Linked DNA regions of Mus musculus: regions 1, 3, 4, 5, 6 and 7 are each linked to region 2. A link is a contact called in public ChIA-PET, HiChIP or PLAC-seq, Micro-C and promoter capture Hi-C data. All regions are on one chromosome and are shown on one strand. Each heading gives the region's core, a stretch centred on a gene start, on an enhancer-like site or on the middle of the called end of the contact. The rest is flanking DNA. Distances are from core to core; before and after follow the strand shown. Region 1 holds the start of Ankrd60 (ankyrin repeat domain 60). Region 2 holds the start of Rbm38 (RNA binding motif protein 38). Region 3 holds the start of Vapb (vesicle-associated membrane protein, associated protein B and C). Region 4 overlaps Rab22a (RAB22A, member RAS oncogene family). Region 5 overlaps Cass4 (Cas scaffolding protein family member 4). Region 6 holds the start of Fam210b (family with sequence similarity 210, member B). Region 7 holds the start of Rab22a (RAB22A, member RAS oncogene family).

Region 1 (3,012 bases), core at 124-2,623, 560 kb after region 2:
ATTTTAACACCCTTGAGAGAATATACAGTTGGTATGAGTTGGGGGGCGGTGTTGGTAGCGGTTGGTGTGGGAATGAGATCTGGGCACTCAGCTTTATTCTGGGTTTGGGGTTCCAGGAGGGGAAAGTTTGATCTGAGTTCTAGCATCTCTATGTAGACACAGTTGATGGAATCTTGGGGTCACCTAAAATAGATCTGGTCATGCTTGGCCTGGATTTGGGGTTTCCTAAGGTGGGTAGGATTTTGTTTAGTATCTCTGGATAGCCAGTGGGGATGGAGGACATGGGTTCCCGAGGCAGTGGTCATTAGCCTAGAAACCAAGTTCAGTCTTGGTCGACTTTGTCCTGGGTCTTGAGGGTCCCAGGTCCAGATGGCTTCTTCTGTGTTTGTGCAGACATGTATGGACACGGTTGGTTTGAGTTTTAGGGTTGGGGCTCTGAGCTAGTTATTTTCAGCTTGGAGATTTGGGGTTCAATCTTAGGCAGATGTCCTCTGCCTTTGGGGACCTGAGGCCAACAAGGTTTGTCCCAGCTTCTGAAATGCTCGCATAGACAGGCTAACTAGAGAATTTGGTATCCACCACTTAGGGTTTGGTTTGGATCCAGGTTCTCATGGGGGGAAAGGCCTGTCCTCGATTTGGTAGTGGTAGGGTCTACTAAGACCTAGTTTTGTTTCAAGAGTGAAGTCTTAGGTAGACATGGTTGTCTTGGGGGCCTGGGCTCCCTAAGGAAGACAAGAGGCTGCCCAGAAGGTCTTGTGGTTTTGAGAGTTGAGGTTCTGAGCAGCCTGGACTTGCTCAAGGTTGGCAGACCACAGCCTGCGACAGACACAATGCTTGTGAATGAGGTTCACCTATATATTTGGGGTTAATAAGACACCCACCCATGTGCTTGGAGTTAGGAGCCCTTGAGTGGCCAGCGCTCCAAGGGGCCGTTCTAGATGGGGCTCGAGTGGTTGGGTTTGACTTGGTCACCTTGGATTCTCTGGCAGTTACGAGTGTCATGGGGACCCAGGGCAGGAGTGGGCCGGGGGGGGGGGCCATTGAGTGGGAGGAGCTCATGGGGTGCGGGAAGGGGTCGGGCAGGGGCCACCTCGGTCCAGGAAATGCAGCCGCTGCAGGTTGAAGGGGATGCCGACCATCAGGTCCAGCTCTTCTTTGAGCTCCCGCACTGTCATGTCGTTGCGGCAGTTGGCCACGCGGAACAGCTCCCCAGTCTCCTCCAGCTTCACCCGCAGGACATAGACGTCAGGAGTCAAGTCTGGCGACACGGTGGAGGCAAGCGGGTCCCCTGTGTGCCCCCTAACCTGTGCGCGGGCCCTGCTGGAGGGCTGAGTGTGGCGCGCGCCCGCCTTGGGGTCGTCCCCCTGCCGTTTCGGCGGACGCGCGCCCGCCCCCGCCACGTCTGCCGCCCTCCGCATGGCCCGCGTCATCCCGCGCGTCATCGCCGCCCCCGCCTGGGGCCCCCGGGACAGGAGAGGGGCGCCCGCGCTTCCGGAGACTGCTCCCCCCCCCCCCCCCCAGCCTCCTCCGCGGTCCTCGCCAGCCTGCTAGCCCTGTGGGGAACCTCTTGTCTGTTCAGGGCAGTCTGCATGGTTAGGGAGAAACGCTGGGTCCACAGTTTCTAAGGTGGTCGACAGGCTTGCTGCCGTGTGCTTTTAGGAACATAGCAATCCAAGCTAACCTGGGCCACGCTGGAACAGGCAGAGGCTTGGGTGGAAATGGCATCAAACCCGTGTGCCCTGACGTTGTGACATCCTCGGAGGGAGAAAAGTATGGAACACATCTGATGGGAAGGCTAGGCTTAAACCTTTTCAGGGGAAGCTCAAACCGCAGGGTTGGGAGGGTGTAGGCCCTCAAATACCACCAGACCCAAAGCAAGGCCTTTAGGGGCTAGAGGAAGCACCATGGAACGGGCAGGGAGCCAGAACGCCCTTCAAAAACTCTGTTGTTACCACGAACAAAATAGAAGCTTGAAAAATAGTTTGTATAGCAGTTACACAAATTTGGTCTAAGGCATGGTGGTCCAGGCCACCCACTCACTTGGGGGCAGAGGCACATGCAGTTCAAGGTGACATAAAGGGACGGTGGTTTAATCCTTTTATATCAGAGAGGCTCATTCTAAATGATGGATAATTATAATGTGTACAGTGAACAGGCTGGGGTCTTACAGTCTTTCTTTTTTTTTTTTTTCTTTTTTCTTTTTCTGCAGTACTGAGTATTGATCCCAAGGCTCCACCCAGGAACAGAACTCCCCCCCCCCCCCCCAGCAGCTGTCTTGTAGCCACAGTCTTGATAGGAGGCTGGTCTTGTCATAAGTGAACAATTTCATTTCAGTACCTAGATTCTACCTCAGAACACTAAATAGTTATTTTTATCTTTATTATTTGTCTTTTGTTTGTGGGATTTTTTTGTTTTGTTTTGTTTTGTTTTGTTTTGTTTTGTTTTTTGAGACAGGGTTTCTCTGTGTAGCCCTGAGTGCCCTGGAACTCACTCTGTAGACCAGGTTGACCTCAAAATCAGAGATCTGCCTGCCTCTGCTTCCCGAGTGCTCTGATTAAAGGCGTGTGTCATGACTGCCTGGTGTTTTTGCTCTTCTTTCTAGAAAATTATGCTCTATAAAGGATCCAAGATTCTAGCTGAGAATAATTTTCCCTCCTTTTAGACCAACAGACTTGATAAGTTTCCATTACCTGAGCAGTAGAAGCTTGTTTTGCTGCAGAGGCCCTGCAGCGTGCCTCGTGTTCTTACTGTAGACACGCAGCACACACAAAGCGGGACAGCTTCTGGCTTTGTTTTTAATCGTGTGTCTCTAACTTTAATGAATTAACTCTGTGCTACAGTAGCCCAGATGTTGCCTGTGCTGGGTATTTGAGTTCTTTACATTTTTCCTAGTCTCTTTGGCACCGCATAGACGCCTTCCTTTCCTCTTGAATAACAAGATCAATAGAATTTGGGGACCTGCAGGGGTATCCCGTGTAACAGGAAATTCAGTATATGACCTTGAAGTTTGTT
Region 2 (2,806 bases), core at 208-2,707:
CAACACTTGCTAGAGAGCTCCGTCAGCAGCAGAAGACCTTAGACCAGAAAGAAGCCCCGGTTGGGTAGGGTCTGGGGAGAACAAGCCTTACAGCAAAGGAAACTTGAAGCGAGGAAGGTAAAGCCAAGAGAGTGAGGCGCTGGGCAGGGGTATCCCCAGCAGGCTCGGAGTTCTGCTCTGTGTGAAGGGGACTAGACTGACTGGGGCTGAACCTGCCCAGAGGCTGCCTGCCTTACTGTCCGCCTTGACCAGTGGGGCCAGGCCAGTTTTAGCCCCACTAAAAGCTGTAGGTCTTCAGGTCCCAGTGTGATAACCAGGAATGGGGACATGAGGGACGCAGGATCAGGGCTGCTTCCTGGCCCGGAGGCTAAAGCATCGTGCCTGCTTCTGTGCTGAAATTCCCATTTTCTTCTTTCTATTTTATGGTTTCCCATCATACAGGCTAGCTTCTGACTTTCTGTGTAGCAGGGTATGGACCCGGAACCCTCCCACCCTCCCAACTCCTCAGTATTAGGATCACCGGTGTATTCCACTCGGCTGTTTGAAATTTCTGTCTCTAACAAGGGCCCCACGTTTGCATTTGCGCTGGTGGGGAAGAGTTCTGCAGACTGGCATCATGGTCCCAGCCTTGGCCCACGTTCTACACAGGCCATGTCATGCCTTCTGCTTGTTCTCCTGCTAAGGGTGACCCCACAGGCGGTCCCATGTCAGTGACATGGGAGCCCAGCCGCCTTTGTTCTTCCTCACAGTAGAAAGTAGAAAGTAGAAAGCTCTTAGCTTTCTACAAGACTGTAAAAGGTGTATTCACTATCGATTAGCCCTCATTTTCACAGACTACCTAGTGTCCCGGGGTATGCCATTGTTGAAGTCCCAGCAGAGAATCCCTGACACCACAGGACCGCCAAAGTACGTGTGATGTATTATGGTGTGCGTGTGAATTATTTTTATAAACATGGCAAATTCACTTTGCCCTTTATTTTTATTTTTTATTTTTTGGAGACAGGGTATGATTTAGTCCAGCTGGCCTCAAACTTAGTATATAGCCAAGGGTGGCCTTGAACTGACTCTCTTTCTTGAGTGTTGGGTTTACAGGTGTGTGTCACCAGCCAGGTTTTTGTGATGGGGAGATCAAACCACAAGGGTTCGCGAATGAGTAGCTGAGGCACTCCTTCGGACCTTTTTTTTTTTTTTTTTCGGACCTTTTAACAAGTACGTTTGCACCCCTAGTCGCTCGGGTGTAAACCACTGAATCAAGCAACGCTTGGAATATACCGGACCGTGCGCCCCGCGAGACAGACAAGCTGATACCGGCGAGCACCTAGGGGCTAAGTCACCTCATTCGCCGGACCCGCGTCCTGGCACGCGGGACGTACTTAGAACTACAATTCCCGGCGGCCCCCGCTTCCAAAGGCGTGTCTTAAACGAGAGGGGCGTGACCGCGGGGCGTGGCCGGCTACAAAGGCGGCCGGCAGCTCGCAGGGCGCGGAGTAGACGCTTCGCGGCGGACGGAGAAGCGGCGCGGGACAGCGTGGGGAACTCGGATTCGGCCTGGGACACCCCCGCATGCGCCGGCCGGCTCGGTAGCGGCGGCCCCGATGCTGCTGCAGCCCGCGTGCTCCCCGAGTGTGTTTCCGCGGCCGTCCGCCGCCCCCAGCGCCATGCACGGCTCACAGAAGGACACCACGTTCACCAAGATCTTCGTGGGCGGCCTGCCCTACCACACCACCGACGCATCGCTCAGAAAGTACTTCGAGGGCTTCGGAGACATCGAGGAGGCCGTGGTCATCACCGACCGCCAGACCGGCAAGTCCCGCGGCTACGGCTTCGTGAGTGCCCGCGGCGCGCGCACCTGCCGCCGCCCCTCCCCCACCGCCTCCCAGACCCGCCGCGCGCAGCCGGGACTCCGGGGCTTCCCGGGGCCGTCGGCCCTTCCCCCACACTTTCCAGCTGCCCCAAAGAAGCGTAAGCTGTTAGCGCCAGCGACTTGAAGACGGTTTCCCACTTCCTTCCACTCTAGTGTCCCCAAACTAATTCTCTGAGAAAGTTAACGGTACTTACTGATGGCCTGGACAGCGGGGGGGTGGGGAGGACTCCCCTTGAGGTTCCCTTTACTCCACTTCCTAGGGGATTGTCGCTGTCCTTGAAGGCACTCCGCACTTGAACTTTGGGGAAGGAGCTGCAGCCCTGGAGGCAGAGAAGACAGTGCCCCAAGGGTCCTAAATACCAGATACTCTTCTGGGAGGAAAGACCCAGAGATGGCCCGATGCCCGGGCAAAACCCCCTTCCCTTCTCTGCCTTGTTTTCCTCAGCCAGCCACCAAAGCCCCTGACCCTCTGTGTTCCTGCAGGTGACCATGGCAGATCGGGCAGCGGCTGATAGGGCTTGCAAAGACCCTAACCCTATCATCGATGGTCGCAAGGCCAATGTGAACCTGGCCTACCTGGGTGCCAAGCCTAGGAGCTTACAGACGGGTAAGAGCTTTGAGTTTTCTTTCCAGCCCTCCTTGTTTCTATATTCAGCTTTGGTATCTGTCTGATGGAAAAACGCTGCCCCCGCTCCCCCTTTGTCCCCGAGTGGCAGCCAGCAATCATGTGCCTGCAGAGGCAGCCCAGGGCAACCACCCCTGGCTTGGGAGCTTGCTCCTCTTTCTCGGCAGTTTATGGTCCCAGGGATAATGATTTTTTTTTTCCAAAGTCTCCTACTCTTGGGGAGGGAAGAAGTCAGATGCCGACCAGGCAGGGGATCATCCCGAAAAGCTGGTACAGCCTGTGGACTTAATGTGCTTTGACCAGGAGAGTGGCGCGTG
Region 3 (2,772 bases), core at 48-2,547, 720 kb after region 2:
AACCAAAACCAAAAACAAAACAAAACAAAACAAAACTAGACTGAGGGAAACCTGAGTTTCCTTTAAAAGCACAAGGCGTATAATGGAGCAGTGGGTGACTATGATGAACTGAAGCCCTAAAATCTCAAGAAAGCAGAACAAAATGTCATAAAAGCTAGACTTTCATAGATTCAGTACACATGAAGCAGTAGTAGCAGAACACAAGGAAAGAACAGATGGAGAGGAAAACAATCCTGAAGAGCAAGAAATGAGAGGCCAAAAGAAACAGTACATCTAATGGGAAAACCAACGTAAAGCAGCAGAAATAAACCCAGGTACACCAACAAATACAATAAGTATAAATGGATTAGATGCACAAGCTAAAAGACAAAGACTACCCCTTGGAAACTTTTATTATGAAAATAACTTCAGGTGTATAGAACATGGGAAGTACATGAACAACATGGATATTCCTGCCATATAGAGTCATGTGTACTCTTCACACGAATGTTTGATGAGGAGGCTATGAAGGTCTATTTTACATAGTATACGTTACACAATGAAATACTAGTCACGTGCCAATGGGAACATACAGGGCTTATTTTGGGTATCAGACAGAGCTAGGCTCTCAGTTACTTTTAGTCATGTGATTTATGTGTGTAACTAATTTATTCTCTCAGTGAGGTCCTAGCACGGTGTGAAGCAGGTCGTTTTCTGGTTATTGTATTTCTAAATATTTCTTGCATAAACAAGTAATGCTATCAGCAAATGGTTCAGTGCAGCGCTTTGCGGTTTGGTAAACACTGAATGCAGAATAGCTTTTATTTATGACAGTTACTGAAAGCATTCAGCGGAGTGGCACGAAATAAGCAAACAATAATTGCCAGTTTATTATATTTATAATTGTTATTTATGAACTGTCACAAGGCCTGGCACATATCACTAACCCGTAAACATTGTGTTTGTAAGAATAATAAGTACTTTATTATATTCAGGCTCAGTAGAGCCTGGCACCACACGTGCGGGAAGAAAGTGGAAGTTTATTCTTGTTAATTATTATTATTAAGTAAAGCACTTAACAACAGTTCTCCCCGCAGGCGCTTACTGAACAGTCTCACTGGAGACCGCCCCTCCTCCCAAGCCTCGAGAGGCCACGCCCCCTGTCTCGGAAGCTCCGCCCTCTACCGCCCGGTCTGTGCCTGCGCAGTGGCCCTGAACACCCTGCGCATGCGCAGTCTCCCTTTTGTCGCTGGAGCCGCTGGCCACTGCCGGAGCCCGGCATCTGCTACGTACGTGCGTACGTGCGTGCGTCGGGGCGTGCGTGGGTACGTCGTGCGTGCCGTGAGCTCGCCCGGCACCGCGGCCTCGCCCTCCGCCCCTGCGCCCCGCCACCCAGGCCGCCGCCCCCCGCCCGCGCCGTCGCCCCCGACGGGGAGGACCATGGCGAAGGTGGAACAGGTCCTGAGCCTCGAGCCACAACACGAGCTCAAGTTCCGAGGTAAGCGGCCGGCCGGCCCGGGAGCTGTCACTCAGCGGCCGGTGCCGGAAGGGACGCGCCCTGAGGGCAGGACACTGTCCGCTTGAGGCCCGCATGCACCAGGCGTCTAATGCATGCATGTGGAGTCAGTGCATGGAAACGGTTTGCCTGAGTACCCTTCCATCAGCTCCCCCGAGGCAGCGAGCTGCCGGGGTTACAGCCCACGAAGCCCGTGCACACTTTCTGTGTAGTACACTTTCTGTATACATCTGTGTGTAAAGGTGCATGCCCAGGTGATTAAAAAGGTGCACGTAGACAAATATATATGCATGGTATACGCATGTTATAGATAGTGTGTATACATACATGTGCGTACATATATGTACATACACACACACAAGTGTGTGTGTATGTACACATGAATGTTTCCATTCACTAATTTTAAGGGCCACGAGGCAACAGGGTCCATGCCCAGCCTGTTCCTTGCTTCGTTGCATGTTTGAGTCATGAGATTGGGCACAGGAGGCCTATAAAGTTCAACAACCAGTAAGCAAGATGGCAGAATACAGTGGTAAGCACTAGGAGGAAGAGGAAGAAACTGGACTCTATGAAGGTGTACTTGAGGTTGGCTGATATGATCCTCTGTGTATTGCCCACGTGTAGCCCACAGCTGGCACACACGATTTTGGGTGGCCGAGAGTCACCCGTTTCTCCACCGCTGGGAAGTAACGTAGGATCACAGCTCTTATCTAGTTGTCGCATTTGAGTTCTGATTTCAGACGTTCAGATACTTAGCCACTGTACCCACAGACTCTTGGGAAATGCTTCAGATCTGTGGCTGTTCACCTTGCCTTCCAGGTTCAGAGTGTGCAGTGTGACTCTTACAAGGAAGCAGAGGCCGTCCAGTCAACCTGAAAACAAAAACCTTAGGCAGCCTAACACAGGGCTGTGGAGATGGTTCACCGGATAAAGAGCTTGCTGTCAAGGCTGAGGACTTTAGTTCAATCCCTGAGTCCCACATGGTCAAAGGAGAGAACCGACTTGTGCACATTGTCCGCTGACCCCAACAGGTGCAGCCTGGCACACTTGTGAACAAACACACAGACACATACACAAAAAAATTTCAATAGAAGCATCGACTTAAATGTGGACCCTCGTCACCAGAGGTTCCCCCACTTATCGGGATCCCACTTGTTAGCGACAAGGAAGTGGTGTCCGTTTGGTAGTGACTATTTGGAATTTCGAATGCTGAGTCTTTTTCAGGTTACAGTGGTGCGTGATCCCGTGCCTGACTGCACAGCAGTGAATCGCCGCCT
Region 4 (3,046 bases), core at 354-2,853, 660 kb after region 2:
TGGAGGTCAGAGGACAATTTAAAGTTTCTGTGTGGGTCCTGCAGAGAAAACCAAATTTTTAGGCTTGCCGGCCAGCATCTTTACCCAGGAAGCCTTTTCACTAAGCCCTCTTCTGTTTTGTTGTTGCTTGGTTAGTTTGGTTTTTTGTTTTGTTTTGTTTTGTTGTTTTTGTTTTGTTTTTGAAGCAGACTTGAGGTTTATTAAATATTATTAAGTACATTATTAAAACATAGGTGTAAACACAGCATTAAGAGTGAATATTGGACATGTAAAAGGAGGATGGTACTGCACACCGCAGAACAGCCACCAGCCTCTCTGCAGAGCAGCAACTCCATGTCTTAGTTGCTCTTTATGTGAATTTGGTAGCTTTTGAAGTCACATCTACTTACACTATTCAAAGATGTAAAAGATGGGGTAGAAATGTTCACTTATTCCTGCTATTGGCTGCAAGACTTGAAAGTGGTTTACAGAATGTATGGCACAGGTTCCCAGGCCTTTAGATAAAAACATAGTCAAAGGGAGCTTTGTTATGCTTAGGTCACAATCCAAAACCTATTTTGACTGTAAACACAGTTTATAATCTTGCTAAAGAGCTCTTCCAGCAGCAGATGTGAGGGGCTCCTCTTAACTTCTTCCCATCTTTCTGCTCAGACTCAATTTTTCTTTTTGAGACTTAGATCATCCCTTTGAAGGTTTGTTCTTATTTTTTAGACATGGTCAAACTCTATAACCCAGGTTGACTTACTACTCACTATGTAGTCCAGGCTTGCCTCAGACATGCAGTGATTCCCCCTGCCCCAGCTTCCCAGCTACTAGAATTATATGTGTGAACCACCACACCCACTTTGCAGTCCCTTAATCCTACATTTTCTGAATCTTCCTGTTGAATAGGGATGAAGACCCTGTTCTCCAAGTGTGAAAATCCAGTCTAACAGCTCTAATGGGGACAAAGTCCAGGCTTGGAGACTGAAGGGTTATCACATGATTGAGGTCTAAAAGGAGGATATCATTACTCAGTATATAGCACACATACAAGCATTGCTAAGCCTGGTCATAAGAGTAGCACCAGAAACATGCATATGTGTGCTTCAGCATGTGAAAACCAGGGGTCAACATCCAAGTTTTCTTCAATGTCTTTCCACCTTATCTTCTGAAACAAAGTCTCCCTTGGACCGTGAAGCTCAGCAGTCTTGGTAGACTGGCTGGCCAGTGCGCTTAGTCCTCTCCTCAGTGCTGGGTTGCTGGGTTACAGACATGGCCTACCACACAGTTTTCTACAAGGTGCTATGTATTCACACTCAGTTCCTCAGGATCACACTCACTCCATCATCAGTTTAGTGGCAAAAATGAACTGGAAATGTACATGAGGAAGATTTCTAGGACTGGAAAATGTTGTGACTATATTATTTTGGGTGATAGTTACATGAGACTATGAAGTTTTAAAATTCATTGGCCTGAAAATATTATACTACATTTTATTGTACATCAACTCCACCTGTTCTCATTTCATTTACTGCTGTGATAAACCACTCTGACTGAAAACAACTTGGGGAAGAAAGAGTTTCAGCTACATCGGATGACAGCTCATCACTGAGGGACAGGAGCCATGGGGGAGGGGAGCGTTACTGACTGCCTCACCCTCTCTCTGCCTTGTTCACAGGCTCATGCTCAGAGTTTCAGTTTTGTTTTCATTTTTTTTAAGATTGTTTATTTTTAGTGCGTGTGTGTGTGTGCATGTATCTTTCTGTGGGGTATGCCTATGGAGACCAGAAAAAGGTATCCCAGCCCCTGGAGCTAAAGTTACACTTGTTGGGAATATTAGGAACTGAGCTAGGGTGCTGTGAAAGAACAAGAGATGGAAAAGGAAAAAAAAAAGAAAGAAATGTAAATAAAGAAAAAAAAAAAAGAGAGATGGTTGTCAACAGCTGAGCATGTTTTCAGCCCCTCTGCAGTGTTCTCACACCCCAGCTCTAACTGCCTAAGGATGATGGGATGGCTTATATATATATAATATATATATGTATATTATATATATATATATATTCACTCAAGACCTCACTCTCACTTAGACTTTTCTGTGCTGTGTCAAGTTTATACCCAAGGCTAACCAAGACTATACCTCAATAGATTACAGTTTTTGTAAAGCTCCATCTTTATAGGGACAGAAAATGGCATTTTTTTTCTGTCTCTATAACAAAATTGCTGAGATAATTAATTTACAAAAGGCAAGGGTGGTTCTTTTAGCTTATCGTTTTGGAGGCTGCACTGGATGCTCAGTTGACCCTCTTGTGTGTTGCTTCTGTCCTGTGCAGCACAGCATCCTGAGAGAGTGCAGCAGGGTAGGCTCCGGGACCTCATGGCTAAACAGTAAATGAAAAGTGAGGGACCCTCAACCCCTTTTTACCTGTCAAAAGGTTCAGTGCACATCCCAGTGAGGTCATACTGGTGCCAAAGCTTTAAATACATGAACCTCTGGGAAACACCTGGGAAGTTATTCCTCACTTTCACAAGATGGTTGAGGTAAAGGAAGGTCAGTTGACTCATCTCATGGCACATGGCATCAAAATTAATCAGCCAAGCTGGGAAACTCCCTTGAAGGTTTGCTTCTCACCCTGTGTGCAGCGATTGTCTCCTTCAGTCTTGCCCAGCAACTGTACTTCCAGGGTTCTGTCCTACAGAGAGCTCCCTAGACTGTTAGCATTCTGTCTAAACTCCACCCCCATAGTTACCTGGCAACAGCCAGGTAGGCCTGACCCACACTATAAAGGGGACTGCTTGCTGTGTCTCTTCCCCCATCTCTTGTTCCTTTCTTGCTCTTTTGGGCTCTTGCTCCCTTCCTCCCCCCCCCCCCCTTCCCCCTTCTCTCTCCACATGCTCTCTGCCTTTCTCTGACTCTACTACCCTCTTAACTCCCCTCCCAATGCCCTGAATAAACTCTTATTCTATACTATACTGGCGTGTGACTGGTTCCTCAGGGGGAATGGATGCCTTAGCATGGGCCTGCTGAGGCCTCCCCTTACCCCACGTCTGACTACACCCCCAGAGA
Region 5 (2,700 bases), core at 166-2,665, 610 kb before region 2:
TGCTGTGCTGGCTCCCCTCCCTACGTGACACACTGGCTATGACTCGCCTCGCTATGTCCTCCCATAGGGCCTTTATATGGGAGTCCAACTCTGCATAGAGGGAGGTGGCCTTGGAAGAGGTGACCCTTGAACTGGAAGCTAGTCAGGAAGAGATCTGGTGAAAGAATGTTCTGGGTACGTGGAATGGCAAGGGATGAGCCCCGGGCTGGAAGCATTATGGAAATGTCAATCAACAATATGGCTGGAAGACCATTAATGAGGGCAGGATCAGCAGGCCTGAGGGTGGACCGTGGGGCCTCAAAGCCACCGGGGGGCTTAGCTGGTATCCTAATGCAGTTGTGAGCAATTCCAGTTTTTAGACAGACTTAGATGTGTGTGTGACACACACACACACACACACACACACACACACACACACACACACACACACAAGTCTTATATTATTCTTGCTGGAGACCAAGAAGGGATATGTGAGTCAAAGATAGATGGGGAGCAACCCCAAGAGCCCGAGGGACTTTGAACAGGTTATTAGACCTCGCTGATCCTCTATTTTCTTACCTGTAAAATGAAGATAAGACAGCCCACATCTGAAATATTCTGGGAGTTCGTGATGTAAAATGTCTGAGCACTCAACTTAAAAACCAAGTCTCATCCCATATAATTCACTCTGTTCCGAGAATTACCACGTGGGGTTCGCTCCTCTTCTGCTGTTGCTGTTGCTGTTGCAGTGTTTGGTTTGGTTTGACCTTTTGAGACCAGGTTTTCTATAGGCCAGGATGACCTTGAACTCCCAGCTTCCACCTCCTAAAGCTTGAATCCATTACAGGAACCGGGCCACCTTGCCTGATTCCTTCTTCTTGTGTAACAAACCGGAATTGTCTCTCTTATTAAAACTTGGTGACCTACACTAGGGGAATTTTTGTTGCCTACCCAGCAGACGTGAAGCCCTAGGTTCCATCCCCAGTACTTCAATTAATTAATTAATTATCTAATTAATTCATACTTTGATTAATCACTTGGCTATTAATTGGTTAATTATTAATTAGACACTTAATTAGTTGTTTTATTAATTGGGGAATCATAATAATTGCCTGTTTAATGTTCCAAAGGCACTCTGTGCTATTTATAAAGAACTACTATACAGAAGGGACTCGTTCTGTGACACACTTAGAGGTTACTTTTGCTTTTCAAGACGTGGCCAGGCGGCAGGCAGGCAGGCAGTCGGAGGAAACCAACCAACCGTATCTCAGGAATGAGGCAGCTGCTGGTGATCCAGCGCAGCTGTGGGTGCCCTGAGGGGCAGATGTTTCCTGGCTTGGATGATCCTAAAGATCCATTGCTCTCTGGAAATGCCCCTCCTCCCCAGAAGAAGCCACAGCTGCTGGGACAGTGTGACACTCACGGGGAACCAGATAGATGCTGCACGCTTCAGTGGCAAGCCTCCCTTCAAAAGCACTTTGAGTAGATTTCACAAGAGTGGTGAAGGGTGAAAGCCAGCGTTTGCTTTTCATTTTCCCAAAATAAATAGTTAAGTTGCAATTTTCTCTTCCCTCCCCCTCTCCTTCTCCCTCTCCCCCTCCCCCTCTCTGTCTCCCTCCCCCTCCCCTCCCCCTCTCCATCTCCCTCTCTCTCTGTCTCCCTCTCTCTCTCCCTCTCTCTTATTTTTGAGACAGGATTTCTCACCTCAGAGCCCACTTCTAGGACGTACAATGTGTCCCATGGTGGCTTCAAACTAACAGTAATCCTTCTGCCTCAGACCCCTAAGTAATAAATAGAATTACTAATAAGTAGCTTTCAACAAGGTAAAATTGTGACTCTCCTACAGAAATAGAACAAGTTGCCAGGTGTAGTGGCTCACACACTGTCCCTGAACTCTGTGGAGACAGGAGGATCAGAAGTTTAAGGTCAGCCTAGACGGCAGAGAAGCAAAGTTTGAAAGCCAAACAAAACCTCTAGAAAGGATCCCGTTGCTTTACCAAGTCTGAGCCTTTAGTCAACACGCAACAAGAGTCTGTAACCCTGCCCTTTAGCACATCAACCCAGCTGGTTTCTGCAGGCCTCCATGTGAAACAATGACACCACATTCCAGGGCAATTCCAGCATTTATCTGGTTCCAGCTCTGTGAGCATTCCTTCTACATTGTGCTTAAAGGGCCACCACAGTGTCACAGGAAACTGCCTGTCTCCCACTCTAGACAGAACTAGGTGTTCCTGCTCTGACTTTTTATCTCCTAGAGACTCAACAGCCCCAGCAGCGTGTGGCTCTGCCCTGTCCATCATGAAACCAACCAAGGGCTAATGTGGGCCCCGGGGGACACAGCTGAGAGGGAGGAGGGTGTGAACCCTGCTCTCGTGGGAGACAGTCAGAGGGATGGTTGTCCTCTGTGAGTTAGAGACAGACATGGGAAGATCCTAAACAGGCTAGAAGAACCAGTTTGGTTTGCAGGGTGGCATCAAAGAACACTTTTTCTCAGGAAGTGGCATTCATGAAGAGTCTAGAAGCGTGGAATTTCAATGGGTGAAAAGCTGCTGGTGTGTTTGGGGGTGGAGGGGAGAGCGTGGGCAGGACCGAAATCCTCAGCCAGAGAGACCATGGAAGGCTGGTGGGGAAGTATGGGAGATAGAAAACCACAGAGGGCCTGGAAGCTTCTGGACCCCAAGAGTGCCTAGGCACTGAAGGATGGTTGGGGGCGGGGAGGGG
Region 6 (2,897 bases), core at 375-2,874, 680 kb before region 2:
CCAGCACATCTTGAGAATGTTAGCTTTATACATTTTATTCTTTTGGGTCAAGGAGACTGAGCTTGGGGGCTGGTCTGGAGCTCCTGCCTCTACTTCCCAAATACTGTAGTTATAGGCTGGGCCACGGTGCCTGTCCTGGGGACCGCTGGCATTGTTTCACTGAAGTATGATTGCTCTGCATAAAAGTGAGCTTTGCTTATTGTGGTGACCCTCACTGCCCTGTCAGCCCCCTGCTCCTTGAATCCCCGCCCAAATCCCACTCACAATCCTAGATAGCCGCTGACCTTTTTGGGGGGGGGGGTCCAGAATTTTGCCTGTGAACTTTGCATTCTCTGAAGATGAAATCCTCCTGCATGTTGTGTTTGTGGCTGGAATTTTCCATTTGGCAAAGCAGTCCTGAGACTTGTCCCTAGGATGAAGGTGTTCACGCCTTACTTTAAAAAAATTTTTTTATTATTATTGCATGGGAGGGAGCATGTGTACAGGCCAGAGGAGCACTTTGTGGAGACTGTGGCTCTCTCCCCCCACCTCCCAGCCCCCACCCCCACCTTGCCTGGGCCCCAGGGTGGAACTCAGCTTGGATAGCAAGTGATCCACAGATGGAAGTTCCATTCTCCAGCTGACAGATATCTGGACTGCCCTGCTATGAGTATTGCTGTCTTCTGAGCATGTGTGTAGGACAGGTTCTCCTGGGGTCGAGGCTGGCCTTGAACTCTTAATCCTTCTGTCTCAGCCTCCTGGGTGCTTGAGTTACAGATCTGCACCACCATGTCAAGATAACAGTTTACTATTATTTCTTTAAGTTATAAGAACAGAAGGGTTAATTTTGGCTCATGGGCCTAGAGGTCCAAGGTAGAGGGGCCACATCTAATGCCAGCAACGCCTTCCTGTGGGCCCAAGTCCCCAGGCAGTGCATAGTCACCAGGTAAGAGAGAGTGCCCTCTTGTCAGATTTTAGTCCGACAGAAATGTGAGTCTTTGCTTCTCTTGAGACACTATGGGAGCGGAGTTGCTGACCAACCTGGTTTGTGTACTTTTAACTATCTGTGAAAGTACAAAACTTTTCTCCACAGTGGCTGCTTTCATGTTCACAGCCGCGATATAGTAGGCTCATTTAGAGGGCTTCTTCAAGTGAGAGTTAACCTCTATAGTTCCTTTCTTCTTTAAAGCATTCACGTAAGCATCAGTCTTCCAGGTTTCACCCATTCGGCTGAGAGGAAAAACAAAGAATGCATTAGCCCTCGCTTGAAACAGCCGCCAGCCGCGCTCCACAGTCCGGAAACTCAAAATCCTGGAAAGTTCTGAGAAAATGCATTCCACAAAGAACTGGCCTGAGGTCCTGAGAACTAGGCTGATAGACTTGGCAGGTCCCCAGCCCCGCCCACTCCGCTTCAGGAGGCGGAACTTAGCCAAGGAAGCGGGGCTGAGGGGCGGGAACAAAAGAGAGCGAGCGTCTCCAGATGCCCCACCCACTCATGGATAGGCTGCTTCTGCGGAGGGCGGAGCTGTTGGGTGGAGCCCAAAACCTGCGCTCCGCTATAGAGCCCCGCCTATCCCACGCTCAGCTCCGCTCCGGGGGCGGGCCCTAAAGGTGTTGGGGCGGGGCCTGTCGGGGGGTGGAGCTCGAGGCCCCGGTCTCGGCCCCGCCCACCGCGCTGTGTTGGAGCTGATTCCCGAGTGGGCACACTGGAGCTGCGCTCGCGGCGCGCCATGGCCGGGCTGTTGACGCTGCTTGGCCCGGCAGGAAGAGTGAGCACCCGGCTGCGGCCCCTGGCCCCTTGGCTCCTGGGAACCGCCACCTCCTGTGCTCCACCGCTCTGGGCCTTAGCCTTGTCCCATCCGGTTCCGGACGCCCGACTGCTGCGCACGGCCCGCGGGGACTGTCTCAGCCGCCAGGTAAGACTCCCCACAGCCACTCGGACCCTGATCCCCAAGTGGCCGGAGCGCCGTGCCAGGGCCAGCCCCAATGGACAATTTTTACATTGCACCTGACCGAAACGGGTCACCTCCGGGGTCCCTGAGTTCTCAGATTCCTAGAATCCGAGAAAAATCTCTTTCAGTTAGCAGCCGGAGAAACTGAGGCTAGGAGTGGAATGGTGCGCTGCCCAAGGTCATGGAGTCGCCCGCCGAGCCCCAGTTTCGAAAGCCAGAACAGTGGCGTTACCGAGCCGATCGCAAGGGGCCTGAATTCTATATGAACTTCCAGTCCGGCCCCTGGACTTGTTCCTTTTGAAGTTCAGTTGAGGCCTGGGCACTGGGCCCAGGAGGCGGCATCGCCGGTGCCGCCGGTACATCTACCGCTTCCCTGTGCTCCTTGCGCCACCCTTTTATCTAGCTGGAAGAGCAGGCTCAGAGCAGGCAGTCCATCCCGTTTTGTTGTGGTTACTTGCCCTGAGTGCTCAGAGTGAAAACCAGCTTCCATTCAGACAGCAGCATATCTCAAGTAGGTCTCAAAAAAAAAAAAAAAAAAAAAAAAAAGCAGGAGTTCAGAAGTAGTAGATCGGAAGCGTCGAGGTCTGGGGGAGTCTGAAAGAAAGATCACTGCCATGAATCGGGCAGTTCTGAGTACTGTCTGCTCCCGTGGCTTTTCAGTTAGGGATTGGTCGCTTTCCTTGAGTGCCGAGCACAATGATGGAAGGACTTCCTTCCCCTCTCTCCTGCCTGACAGACAGGACACTGGCCTCAGCTCTGCTCCTGAGCACAAGTCAGGATACTCACAGCGTACCGTGCTTCAGGGCACCGCATAGCTTCCCTCTCCTCCAGAAAGTCTTCCCTGACTACCAGTAGTGTGCCCCCCCGCCCTATACTGTCTCTTCTCTAGCGCTCAGATCTTAGCTGCCTTCACGATCTGGTACAACCTCTCACCTTGTTCTGCCACATCAGCCCTGTTGGTAGCCT
Region 7 (3,045 bases), core at 167-2,666, 640 kb after region 2:
GGCCAGGCCTCTTCACCACTCACTTTTCTTTTCTCTCCAAGTGTCATGCTACACTAATAGAGTTGACACACACACACTCACACACACACACACTCAGGGATCAAATGTGCTCAACACTGCAATGGTCTACCAAACATTCTCAGTCAACATCAACTCCTGTCAGGGAGTTTCAGGTAGGGAAGGGAAGGGGACAGAAGTAACTCCTAGGGCTGGGACTCAGGAAGCCCCAGTTGACTGTGGTGATTTGTGTCATCTGAGGTGATTTGACCTCAACCACCAGCAAGCCTCCCTGGGTTTTTTTTTTTTTTTTTTCCTGCTCCCCTCTGGCTTGTGAGGGAGATCTAGTTCATCTTTGTAAATTCATAAGCCCAACAAATGGCCCGAGCAAGTAGAGGTAGGCGCTGAAAAACTATATTGGATAGACAAGCCAAAGCTTCGTTTGTCCATTAGCCACAAATTGGAACTTGCACTTCGAAGGTGGCATCTCTCTCAGCTACTGTCTCTTAAAATAATTCCAGAGAAGAAGTGGAGGCTGAGAAGGGTCAAGTGGAAGAGACCCACTCAAAACATGGAAAGCAGTGGGCTCCATGAAGACATGGAGCTGGCCAGGCCCACAAGTAGGGCGTCACTCCCAAGCCCTAACTAGGAACCCAAGGAGGTTCCTCCCAGGTTGGGATTGGCTTTCCCTCTCACAGCTCCTAGCGCAGCCAGAGGAGAAAGTGACAGGAAGACAAAGTTTCCAACAGACCCAAGTCCTAGCCCAGGAGGGAAGGGCACCTGAGAAGAAGCGGGCTCGAGATAGGCTCGACCTGAGGCTCCTGTCCCGTCTAAGTGCACCCCACAGTCCTCTGGGAGGGACCCAAGGAGGGGCGGGGCGCCCCAACTGTTACTTACAGTCCTCTAAGTCATCCTGCAAGTCCACAAAGTACAGAGGGATCTCTGAAAAAAAATCAAAAGACACACAAGGAGCTACACGGGGCTGCGCGGGCGGCGAGTCCCGGGCTCGTGCGGAGGTGGGGTGAGGGGGGCTCTCGGGGAGGGGAAGGGGAGCCGTCGGAGACCCCTGAGCCTAGACCCCACTCACCCGCCATCTTAGGATGTGCCAGAGGGCGGGGCTGGAGGCGGGGGCGAGCCCAGAGGCCACGCCCATCCCTCGCGCTCCGCCCACCAGCCTGGCCTCACTCACCCGCCGCCATCTTGGGACGGGTGGAAGGTGGAGCTAGAGGCGTGGTAGCTTCAAGATTACGCCCCATCCCGCCCCGCCCACTCCTTAGAGAAGATGGGGCTGAGGCGGAGCTGGAGGGTGGGGCGACGCTGAGGCTCCGCCCATTGGTGCTCCGCCCACCCGCCTGTGAGCTGCGAGCCGGCCGCCCCGCCCTCGCGGAGAAGGTGGCTGCCGAAGTGGGCGGGGAGGTCAGGTGACCCAGCTGGCGTCCCAAGATGGCGGCGGCGGTAGCGCCCGGGAGGCCAAGGCGGTGTCCCGGCTGTTGAGGTGACTCCGCCGGACAAGTGACGGGGTCGGCCGGACCGGAGGGCGGCGGCGGACGCACGGCCGCCCGGAGTGCTCGGCCGGGACTTGGCGGTGAGGCGGCGGCGCCGGGGGATGCTGGTGCTGGGCCGGGCCTCTCCCTCCTCAACTTAGGGCGGCGGCGGGCCCGCACCCCTGGTTCCCGGGCCATGGCGCTGAGGGAACTTAAAGTGTGCCTGCTCGGGGTAAGTTGCAGCGGGCGGGGTCCGGAGGGTCGCGGAGGCCGGGCGGGCGGGCCCCGGCACTCCAGGGCCCCTTGCACCCCTTTACGCTCAGCGCGGGACGCAGCCCCCCACAGACCCCTTAGGGCGGCGGGACCAGCAGGCTGTGCCCCACCCAAGGCCCCCAGGTGTCAGGGTGGCCCCCGGCGCCCCGGAGCGACGCCCTCTTTCCATCCCACAGTGAAGTAGCCCACAGGTAGTTTCCTTCCAACTTTGCGAGGGACACCTTTAAAGTTAGACAAGTTTCTGAAAGTTAACCCTCCCCAGCAGGGCTTTGGGTTTTATGCGCACACTTGGCCTCCTTTCAGCAATGTGGGATGGTTTTGAACTTTTGGGACGTCTTTGACACTTCTGCAAGAGTTACTTTCCATTAAAGTTCACTCTTCACTAGAACAGGGAGGAGTTACCAGGACTTTGAAGGTTCAGCTTCCGGTCCTCTCACAGTAGTTTGGCCTTTTCAGAGCCTTCTAATGATCTCCTTCCTGAGTTTCTGTTTTAATGACTGAAAAAAAAAAAATTCCAATAACTACATGGTTTTTGCCCCTTAGCAGGGTGGGGCTAGGGTTCATCCCGATTACTCCGCAACTTGGGAGCGCATAGTTTTACTGGTATATGTTAAAAGGCCAGTGAGTCCAGTCACCTTTCACACAGGACAGGCATTGAAGAGGCCTTTTTACTTTGGGAGGGAGCAGGAGTTCAGTCTTAGAGACTAAACCTAAACCTTGTACATCCTAGGCAAGTCCCGCCACTGAGTTGTGTGTCCCCAGTTTGCTTGCTTCTATTTTTTTAGCAGGATCTCCAGAAGTTGCCCAGGATAGCCTTGAAATCTCAGCCTCAGCAGGCCTTGAACTTGGAACCCTCCTGCCTCTGCCTCCCAGATTTGCTAAGATCGCAGTCCTGTAGCACTAGGCCGTCGTAGGTCTTTCCGGAGGTCCTAGTGTCACTTAAGAACTGCAGAATCCTTCCCCAGTACTTTCAAGATGGTTTCTCACTAGTTGGCCATGACTGGCACTGTGCTCAGTTCTTAGGCTAAGAAATCTGCCTGCTTCTGTCTCCCAGGTACTGGAATGAAAAGCATGCGCTCTGGCCCCGTAATATAGTTACTTCACTGACTTATTACAGAAGCCTGTTGTGTCTCTCCATCTGCAGATGGAAATGCTTTTTCTGCAGTCCTCCACTTTAGGCTACAAAGTAGTCTTGGGTGTCTACAAATAGGTTAGTTTTTCCTCAGTGCCCCATCTTACTCTCTTTCAGGATACGGGTGTGGGTAAATCGAGCATCGTGTGGCGGTTTGTG

Evidence for each region. Promoter capture Hi-C pulls out the DNA fragments that hold promoters and counts their contacts. Hi-C and Micro-C count contacts between places; a contact is called where the count stands out from the background. ChIA-PET counts read pairs in DNA pulled down with a chosen protein or histone mark. HiChIP or PLAC-seq counts read pairs in DNA pulled down with a chosen protein or histone mark. Capture Hi-C pulls out chosen DNA fragments and counts their contacts.
Region 1: an H3K27ac HiChIP or PLAC-seq map of thymic regulatory T cells shows a contact between it and region 2, with 10 times the contacts expected there. The contact joins the promoter of Ankrd60 here to the promoter of Rbm38 in region 2. A contact is called at or near these places in 6 of 39 promoter capture datasets (the 3T3-L1 cell line, hippocampal neurons, liver and 1 more), 4 of 115 datasets of contacts at active chromatin or transcription factors (astrocytes, large pre-B cells, regulatory T cell precursor and 1 more) and 1 of 9 other capture datasets (adipose tissue).
Region 3: a contact with region 2 is called in an RNA polymerase II ChIA-PET map of memory CD8 T cells, with 32 read pairs. The contact joins the promoter of Vapb here to the promoter of Rbm38 in region 2. A contact is called at or near these places in 1 of 39 promoter capture datasets (pre-B cells), 1 of 115 datasets of contacts at active chromatin or transcription factors (memory CD8 T cells) and 3 of 9 other capture datasets (adipose tissue, liver and macrophages).
Region 4: an RNA polymerase II ChIA-PET map of memory CD8 T cells shows a contact between it and region 2, with 15 read pairs. The contact joins the enhancer-like site here to the promoter of Rbm38 in region 2. A contact is called at or near these places in 5 of 484 Hi-C or Micro-C datasets (CD4 T cells, the G1E-ER4 cell line, double positive thymocytes and 2 more), 3 of 115 datasets of contacts at active chromatin or transcription factors (bone marrow-derived macrophages, large pre-B cells and memory CD8 T cells) and 2 of 9 other capture datasets (adipose tissue and liver).
Region 5: a promoter capture Hi-C map of pre-B cells shows a contact between it and region 2. The contact joins the enhancer-like site here to the promoter of Rbm38 in region 2. A contact is called at or near these places in 6 of 39 promoter capture datasets (the C10 cell line, the HPC-7 cell line, cranial neural crest and 1 more), 2 of 115 datasets of contacts at active chromatin or transcription factors (craniofacial prominence and embryonic stem cells) and 1 of 9 other capture datasets (liver).
Region 6: a contact with region 2 is called in a Micro-C map of the G1E-ER4 cell line. The contact joins the promoter of Fam210b here to the promoter of Rbm38 in region 2. A contact is called at or near these places in 1 of 39 promoter capture datasets (the 3T3-L1 cell line), 3 of 484 Hi-C or Micro-C datasets (all in the G1E-ER4 cell line), 3 of 115 datasets of contacts at active chromatin or transcription factors (cardiomyocytes, fetal liver and memory CD8 T cells) and 3 of 9 other capture datasets (adipose tissue, embryonic stem cells and liver).
Region 7: a promoter capture Hi-C map of liver shows a contact between it and region 2, with 4 times the contacts expected there. The contact joins the promoter of Rab22a here to the promoter of Rbm38 in region 2. A contact is called at or near these places in 4 of 39 promoter capture datasets (the C10 cell line, erythroid cells, liver and 1 more), 5 of 484 Hi-C or Micro-C datasets (the G1E-ER4 cell line, double positive thymocytes, embryonic stem cells and 2 more), 3 of 115 datasets of contacts at active chromatin or transcription factors (bone marrow-derived macrophages, effector CD8 T cells and memory CD8 T cells) and 2 of 9 other capture datasets (adipose tissue and liver).

What each region holds. Positions count from the first base shown.
Region 1 is chr2:173,576,900-173,579,911 of GRCm38.p6, forward strand. Ankrd60 (ankyrin repeat domain 60) reads right to left here and starts at 1,374. Exons shown (of 4, transcript NM_027303.2): 1 at 1,091-1,374. The coding sequence starts at 1,175. It also overlaps the pseudogene Ppp4r1l-ps.
Region 2 is chr2:173,020,445-173,023,250 of GRCm38.p6, forward strand. It overlaps Rbm38 (RNA binding motif protein 38), which reads left to right and starts at 1,458. Exons shown (of 4, transcript NM_019547.2): 1 at 1,458-1,826; 2 at 2,348-2,471. The coding sequence starts at 1,596.
Region 3 is chr2:173,736,274-173,739,045 of GRCm38.p6, forward strand. It overlaps Vapb (vesicle-associated membrane protein, associated protein B and C), which reads left to right and starts at 1,298. Exons shown (of 6, transcript NM_019806.5): 1 at 1,298-1,477. The coding sequence starts at 1,420.
Region 4 is chr2:173,677,773-173,680,818 of GRCm38.p6, forward strand. The region is part of intron 2 of Rab22a (RAB22A, member RAS oncogene family); the gene reads left to right. Among named protein-coding and RNA genes, the nearest start is that of Rab22a, 19 kb to the left of the region's middle. Within about 2 kb of position 1,604, at least 61 of the 459 cell types and tissues checked have an H3K27ac peak or open chromatin away from gene starts, as enhancers often do. A contact at or near this core is called in bone marrow-derived macrophages and memory CD8 T cells, where this site is marked.
Region 5 is chr2:172,411,341-172,414,040 of GRCm38.p6, forward strand. The region is part of intron 1 of Cass4 (Cas scaffolding protein family member 4); the gene reads left to right. Among named protein-coding and RNA genes, the nearest start is that of Cass4, 19 kb to the left of the region's middle. Within about 2 kb of position 1,416, at least 79 of the 459 cell types and tissues checked have an H3K27ac peak or open chromatin away from gene starts, as enhancers often do. A contact at or near this core is called in craniofacial prominence and pre-B cells, where this site is marked.
Region 6 is chr2:172,343,953-172,346,849 of GRCm38.p6, forward strand. Fam210b (family with sequence similarity 210, member B) reads left to right here and starts at 1,625. Exons shown (of 3, transcript NM_025912.4): 1 at 1,625-1,895. The coding sequence starts at 1,710.
Region 7 is chr2:173,658,429-173,661,473 of GRCm38.p6, forward strand. Rab22a (RAB22A, member RAS oncogene family) reads left to right here and starts at 1,417. Exons shown (of 7, transcript NM_024436.3): 1 at 1,417-1,713; 2 at 3,004-3,045. The coding sequence starts at 1,678. It also overlaps the pseudogene Ppp4r1l-ps.